Linked DNA regions of Oryctolagus cuniculus: region 1 is linked to region 2. The links are chromatin contacts, called in public Hi-C maps. All regions are on one chromosome and are shown on one strand. Each heading gives the region's core, a stretch centred on a gene start, on an enhancer-like site or on the middle of the called end of the contact. The rest is flanking DNA. Distances are from core to core; before and after follow the strand shown. Region 1 holds the start of RHOB (ras homolog family member B). Region 2 holds the start of HS1BP3 (HCLS1 binding protein 3).

Region 1 (2,840 bases), core at 78-2,577, 170 kb before region 2:
GAACATGCAGCCCTTCTGATGGTTCAACCGATGCGGGCCAGGATGGGCCCTAGAGGGTAACAGCCACTAGGTTGACCTGTGAGTGGCACTGAAACCACAGGCTCCCTCTCAGCTGCCTGCGTGGGTTCGCCTGGGTGACTGTTAGAGTGGATCTGGAGCTGAGGTAAGAGCCCCCCAGAAAATCCCCACTGAGCTCCTGAACAAGCGGGTCGATCCTCCAGTCACCTGCTGGCTGGGTCCGGAGGACGCTGGCGCCCCCACCAAACCACAATCCAGAGGCAGACAGACAATGGGGCAGTGAGCTCGCCGTGATGGGCAGGTCTCCCTTCGGGTTTCCAGACCAGAGGTGAGGGCCACGTCCCGCAGGGTCCCCGGGGCAGCTGCCTGCAGCCCTGCTGGTTTGGGGCGATGGACCCCCAGCGCGCGCTCACTCGCACCTGCGAGCCCTGGGCCCCTGCCCCACCGTTCGCCGGCTCAGTGGGGTTTAGGGGGCCAGATTCTATTGCACTCTTCGTTCGGACACGGCTCTGCCTTAACAAACGGATCCGAAAGAACCACGCAGAGTTTCGGCCAAATACCCCGGCCTGCCCCTTCCCATTCATCGAACCAGCGCTCGCCCACTCGGTCTCCTTTCCCTCACCTTCGCCCGGCGACCCGAGCTGGGGGGTCCTGAAAGAGGAGGGCAGGGGCTTGCAAGGGCCGGGAGGCTCGGCCCAGGCCCACCCAGGTTGCAGTGGGCGCCTCACGCCAGGGGCTCAATCCCAGGGCAAGGGCGCCCCGGGAGGCCCGAGCACAGAGCGGCCGGCTCCAAAAGGGCGAAGAAGAAACCTTTCAGTTTGGAAACAAAAGTGCGTGTGTGGCCGTGCGTGTGCGTGTGTGTGTGGTTGTTTACTTACAAACAAAACCACGTTACGGGAGCCGCCCCTCCCCCGCCCCAGGTCCGACCACCCGCGGGGGGTTGGCCAGAAAGCCCCGCGATTCTGCTCTAAAAGGAGGCGCCGACCCCCCACTCCAAAGTGCCGCCCCGTCTCGGAACCCGCGGGCCCAGACCCCGCGGGCTCTAGGCAGCCAGCCCTCGGGCCACGACGAAGGCGGGGAGCCGGGGCCGCCGCGGCCCCGCAGCGCCGGCGGCCGCGCAGACTCCACGGTCGCCGCCTCTCCCAGCCCCGCGGCCAGGGCCGTCAATCAAGCCCGTGCGGCCCCGCCTTCGGGCTGCAGCAGGCGGCCAATCAGAGCCAAGCTCCGCAGCGATGAGCTCAGCCGGCTCGCTTCCTATTGGGCGGCTATATTAAGAAAGTGGCCGGACTCTTTAAATAGCAGGCGCTAGGGCCGCAGCCCGCATCTGCCACCGCAGTCTGGCTGGAGTCGTCGGCGCCCTGGTACGCGCGGCCCGGGACCCGGGAGGGGGAGCGGGACCGACCGCAGCCCGAGCCCTTGTGGCGCACAAAGCCGCCGACCCCGGCCCGGGGCGTGAGCCGCGGCCGCAGTCCGCGAGCAGCGCGGCGCGCCCTATGCACCCGCGCCCCCGCCGCGGCAGCCTGAGCGCCCGGAGAGAACGCGCCACCGCGGGGCCTGGGTGCAGCTAGCGACCCTCGCCCCCCAGCGCGCCGCCGGAGGTGAGCAGTGAGCGAAGCGAGCGGGACGGCAGCGAGGCGCTCGCGGGCCCCCTCCTGCTGCCCGGGCCCGGCCGGCTCATGGCGGCCATCCGCAAGAAGCTGGTGGTGGTGGGCGACGGCGCGTGCGGCAAGACGTGCCTGCTGATCGTGTTCAGCAAGGACGAGTTCCCCGAGGTGTACGTGCCCACCGTCTTCGAGAACTATGTGGCCGACATCGAGGTGGACGGCAAGCAGGTGGAGCTGGCGCTGTGGGACACAGCGGGCCAGGAGGACTACGACCGCCTGCGGCCGCTCTCCTACCCGGACACCGACGTCATCCTCATGTGCTTCTCGGTGGACAGCCCGGACTCGCTGGAGAACATCCCCGAGAAGTGGGTGCCGGAGGTGAAACACTTTTGCCCCAACGTGCCCATCATCCTGGTGGCCAACAAGAAGGACCTGCGCAGCGACGAGCACGTCCGCACAGAGCTGGCGCGCATGAAGCAGGAGCCCGTGCGCACGGACGACGGCCGCGCCATGGCCGTGCGCATCCAAGCCTACGACTACCTCGAGTGCTCCGCCAAGACCAAGGAGGGCGTGCGCGAGGTCTTCGAGACGGCCACGCGCGCCGCGCTCCAGAAGCGCTACGGCTCGCAGAACGGCTGCATCAACTGCTGCAAGGTGCTATGAGAGGCCGCGCCCGCCCGTCTGCCCCCGCCTGCGCGGCGCCCCCTCCCGGGCCGGTCCCCCAGCCAGCCGTGGGGAGGGGAGGCCCACGCCCCTGCAAGGACCCCACCAGACTGCCTGGCGTCTGCGGGCGGCTCTGGCTCTCGCGCCGAGAAGCGCGTGGGCACCGGGCGCCCCCTTCCCAGTGTCTGCGTGCGTCCAGCTGTGTGGCACAGGCCCGGGCGCCCCCGCTGAGTGCCAAGGGTCCCCTGGACATCCTGTTCTGAGGATCAGAGCCTCAGAGCGTGTGACTGCGTGTACGTTCTACTGCCCCCTCGCTCACATTGTCACACCACCCCCGCCTCGGGTCCCCCCGGGGTGGGGGTGGGGGCCGGGGCCGCGCCCCATCGGATGTTAGCCCGTAACCCGCGAGCGCCTGCTATCCCTTGTTTGTAACATAGACCCCGGGAATTGCGGGAGGGAGGGCTGGGGAGGAGGAGGGGGGTGTTCTATAAATACAGATATAATTTTATTTTCGGAGGTAAGATGGTGTTATTTAATGGTCGTGGTGGGTGGAGT
Region 2 (2,808 bases), core at 295-2,794:
GGGCAGCCCCTCCTGATGGCTCTGCCCAGCCGCAAGCCAGGTCAACACAGCAGCCGAAGGGTCTTTGTGCAGCTCACACGGCCACCAGCCCGGGATGTCCTGTCACTCTCAGGATGAAATCTGCGGGCTTGTGGTGGCCTGCGAGGCCTTTCCTGACGGTCCCCTGCTCCCAAGCCCACCTGCTCGCCATGTCACCTAATACGCTCCCCCAGCTCACCGCACCCCAGCCACCCTGGCCACAAGCTCCTGCTGTCTCTGTCCAGCGGCCAGCCTGTTGGAGGGACACCCCCTGCCCACACCTGACACAGCACGCACGTCTCCTGTCACTCTTCACAGCATCTGTCATCCCTGACACCACACCTGCTGGCCATGCTGCTGCCCCAACCCAGGCTCCACATCCTAGAACCTGGACCAGCCCGGGACACAGAGAACTGACGAGCACCTGCTGGCTGAACGCATACCTGAGTGCAGGGGGGGATGGGTGTGGGCGGAGGCCAGGCTGGAAACAGGTGCCAGGCTGGCTGCAGAGTGCACACCTCACCGCTAGACTGCTGCTCCTGCACTCCTGCAGGCAGGCTCCGATCACCTGGCCTTCGCTAAGCAGGATGGGCAGTGTGGGGGAGCCCCTGCCCACCCCACTTCCCAAGAACCCAGCCCCAAAGTCATAGCCCGGGATCTGCAAGTGGCTGGGAGGAGTGTCTGCTGCCGGTAGCTGTCAAGTTCAAGGCTGCAACTGGCACAGAAGGAACAGGCTCAGCGAGAGGAGGCTGACTCCTGCAGCCCCCCTCCATCACGGAGAGCAGACCGGGTCCGCTCTGGGTACCCTACTTCCCCACATCTGAAGCCACGGGGATCTCCTGTGCCCGCTGGGTGGGTAACACATCCATCTACACAACAAATCGGCGCGCTGGCCCGAGGTTTCCGAGCAAGTGTGGAGCACACGCCAACACTTGACTAGTGAGTCCAGTAGTGAGTCCTGGGCGGGGCAGTGCCAGGACCGTCTTGCGCTGGGTCCCCCCAGGCCCGGGCCCAGGTGCCCCCGCACCGCCTGCTCTTCCTGGGGCCGTCAGACCCTCACTTCTCCCGAGCCACCTCCTGCAGCAGCCGCAACGCCTTCCCCTCCACGCGTCCCGCAGGAAGCCCGGGTTCCTCGCCGGCCTGTGTTCCCACGGCAACCTGAACTTTCTGCTCGCCCGGGGCACCTGCCGGGCACGCGGGGAGCTCGGGGAGGGTGTGTGTGTCCAGGGCTGCGGGCCCTCCAGTAGCGAGGGAAGTCCGAGACGCCCTCTGCCCTGCCCGGAAGCGGCCCGTCCCAGCCCTGTGCCGGGTCCGGGGTGAGTCCCTGACGCCCTGGGGGCCTCCGTGTCCCGATCCACACAATGGGGACCCTCGCAGCGCGGGATCCCGCTCACCTGCAGGTTACGAGTACCGCCGGGGACTGCATGACGGCGGCGGCGGCGGCGGCTGCGGCGGCTGCGGGCGGGGCGCGCGGTCACGGGACCCGGCGGCGCGGCAGCGTTGCGTCCCCGCCCCCCGGCGTCTCGGGTGGGGCTGCGGCCGCCTGGGAGACGCCTCTCCCCGGCCCGGCCCGGCGCTCGGCTCCGCCCCCGCCTCCGTGTCGTCACGAGCCACGCCCCCTGCCCGCTGGCTCGTTCCCCAAAGTTCCTGGCTAGCAGAATGAAATGTTCATTGTGGTGCGAAACGCACACATAAAAAGAAATTGAAAATCATACATAGTTTTTGCATAATATTCATCTTCATTAAGTCTATGAACGCCCCTCCTATGCATGAACTGCAAAACGTTTCTGCACCAAAATAAACGCTACTTTTCACTTCATTTGCTAGTTTGGAAAGCTCCCTGTTGCTAAGCTGGAGCTCCGGGTCGTCTTTCCTGCCCTGGCCTGCAGGATCCGTCCCTTTCCTGCGTCTGCTCACTCGCTGCACCTGGCAGGCACTCTTCCCCACGGGGGAGAGTCAGAGACACTCTGCTGGGGGCTGGCAGAGGTTCCTGACCCTTGGCCTGCCCCAGCTGGGCCCAGGGCAGTGGAGCAGGGGTCTGCTTGCCTGAAAAATGGCCTTAGGTATAGAGGCGTGCAAATGTAACAGACCCGTGCATAACATGCTCAAGTCTCTCCACGGGTGGGAAAGAGGGGGATGGTACTGTCACCTGTCAAAGTGGCCCAGGGAAAGGCGCTGTCTGGAAGCAGGGCCAGGAAAGGCACCCAACAGCTGTGCCTATTTCATTGTCCTCTCCCTGGGGCTTCACTGTAGGACAACTCCTAGAGTAATGTTGGCCACTGGGCTGCGCGCGCACACACACACACGCAGCGCCTGCCACCATCATCATCACCAACACATTCTACAGTGGCACATTCTGGAAAGTGGCTTTCCCCAAAGTTGCTCTTGAATGAGCACAGCCATTCTTTTTTTTTTTTTCTTTTTAAAGATTTATTTATTTTACTTGAAAGTCACAGTTACACAGAGAGAAGGAGAGGCAGAGAGAGAGAGGTCTTCCATCTGCTGGTTCACTCCCCAGATGGCCACAAAGACCAGAGCTGCGCTGGTCTGAAGCCAGGAGCTTCCTCCTGGTCTCCCATGCTGGTGCAGGGGCCCAAGGACTTGGGCCATCCTCCACGGCTTTCCCAGGCCACAGGAGAGAGCTGGGTTGGAAGTGGAGCAGCTGGGACTAGAACCTGCGCCCTTATGGGATGCCAGCACTGCAGGCAGCGGCTTTACCGGCTACACCACAGTGCCAGCCCCAAACACAACTGTTCTTACGCCTTGCCGATTTTGCTTGGAATTTGCTTC

Evidence for each region. Hi-C and Micro-C count contacts between places; a contact is called where the count stands out from the background.
Region 1: a contact with region 2 is called in a Hi-C map of an unstated tissue, with 4 times the contacts expected there. The contact joins the promoter of RHOB here to the promoter of HS1BP3 in region 2. A contact is called at or near these places in 4 of 6 Hi-C or Micro-C datasets (ear pinna, liver, psoas muscle and 1 more).

What each region holds. Positions count from the first base shown.
Region 1 is chr2:182,135,070-182,137,909 of mOryCun1.1, reverse strand. It overlaps RHOB (ras homolog family member B), which reads left to right and starts at 1,327. Exons shown (of 1, transcript XM_008254781.4): 1 at 1,327-2,840. The coding sequence starts at 1,695. The coding sequence ends at 2,285.
Region 2 is chr2:181,969,421-181,972,228 of mOryCun1.1, reverse strand. It overlaps HS1BP3 (HCLS1 binding protein 3), which reads right to left and starts at 1,544. Exons shown (of 8, transcript XM_070069397.1): 1 at 1,413-1,544. The coding sequence starts at 1,444.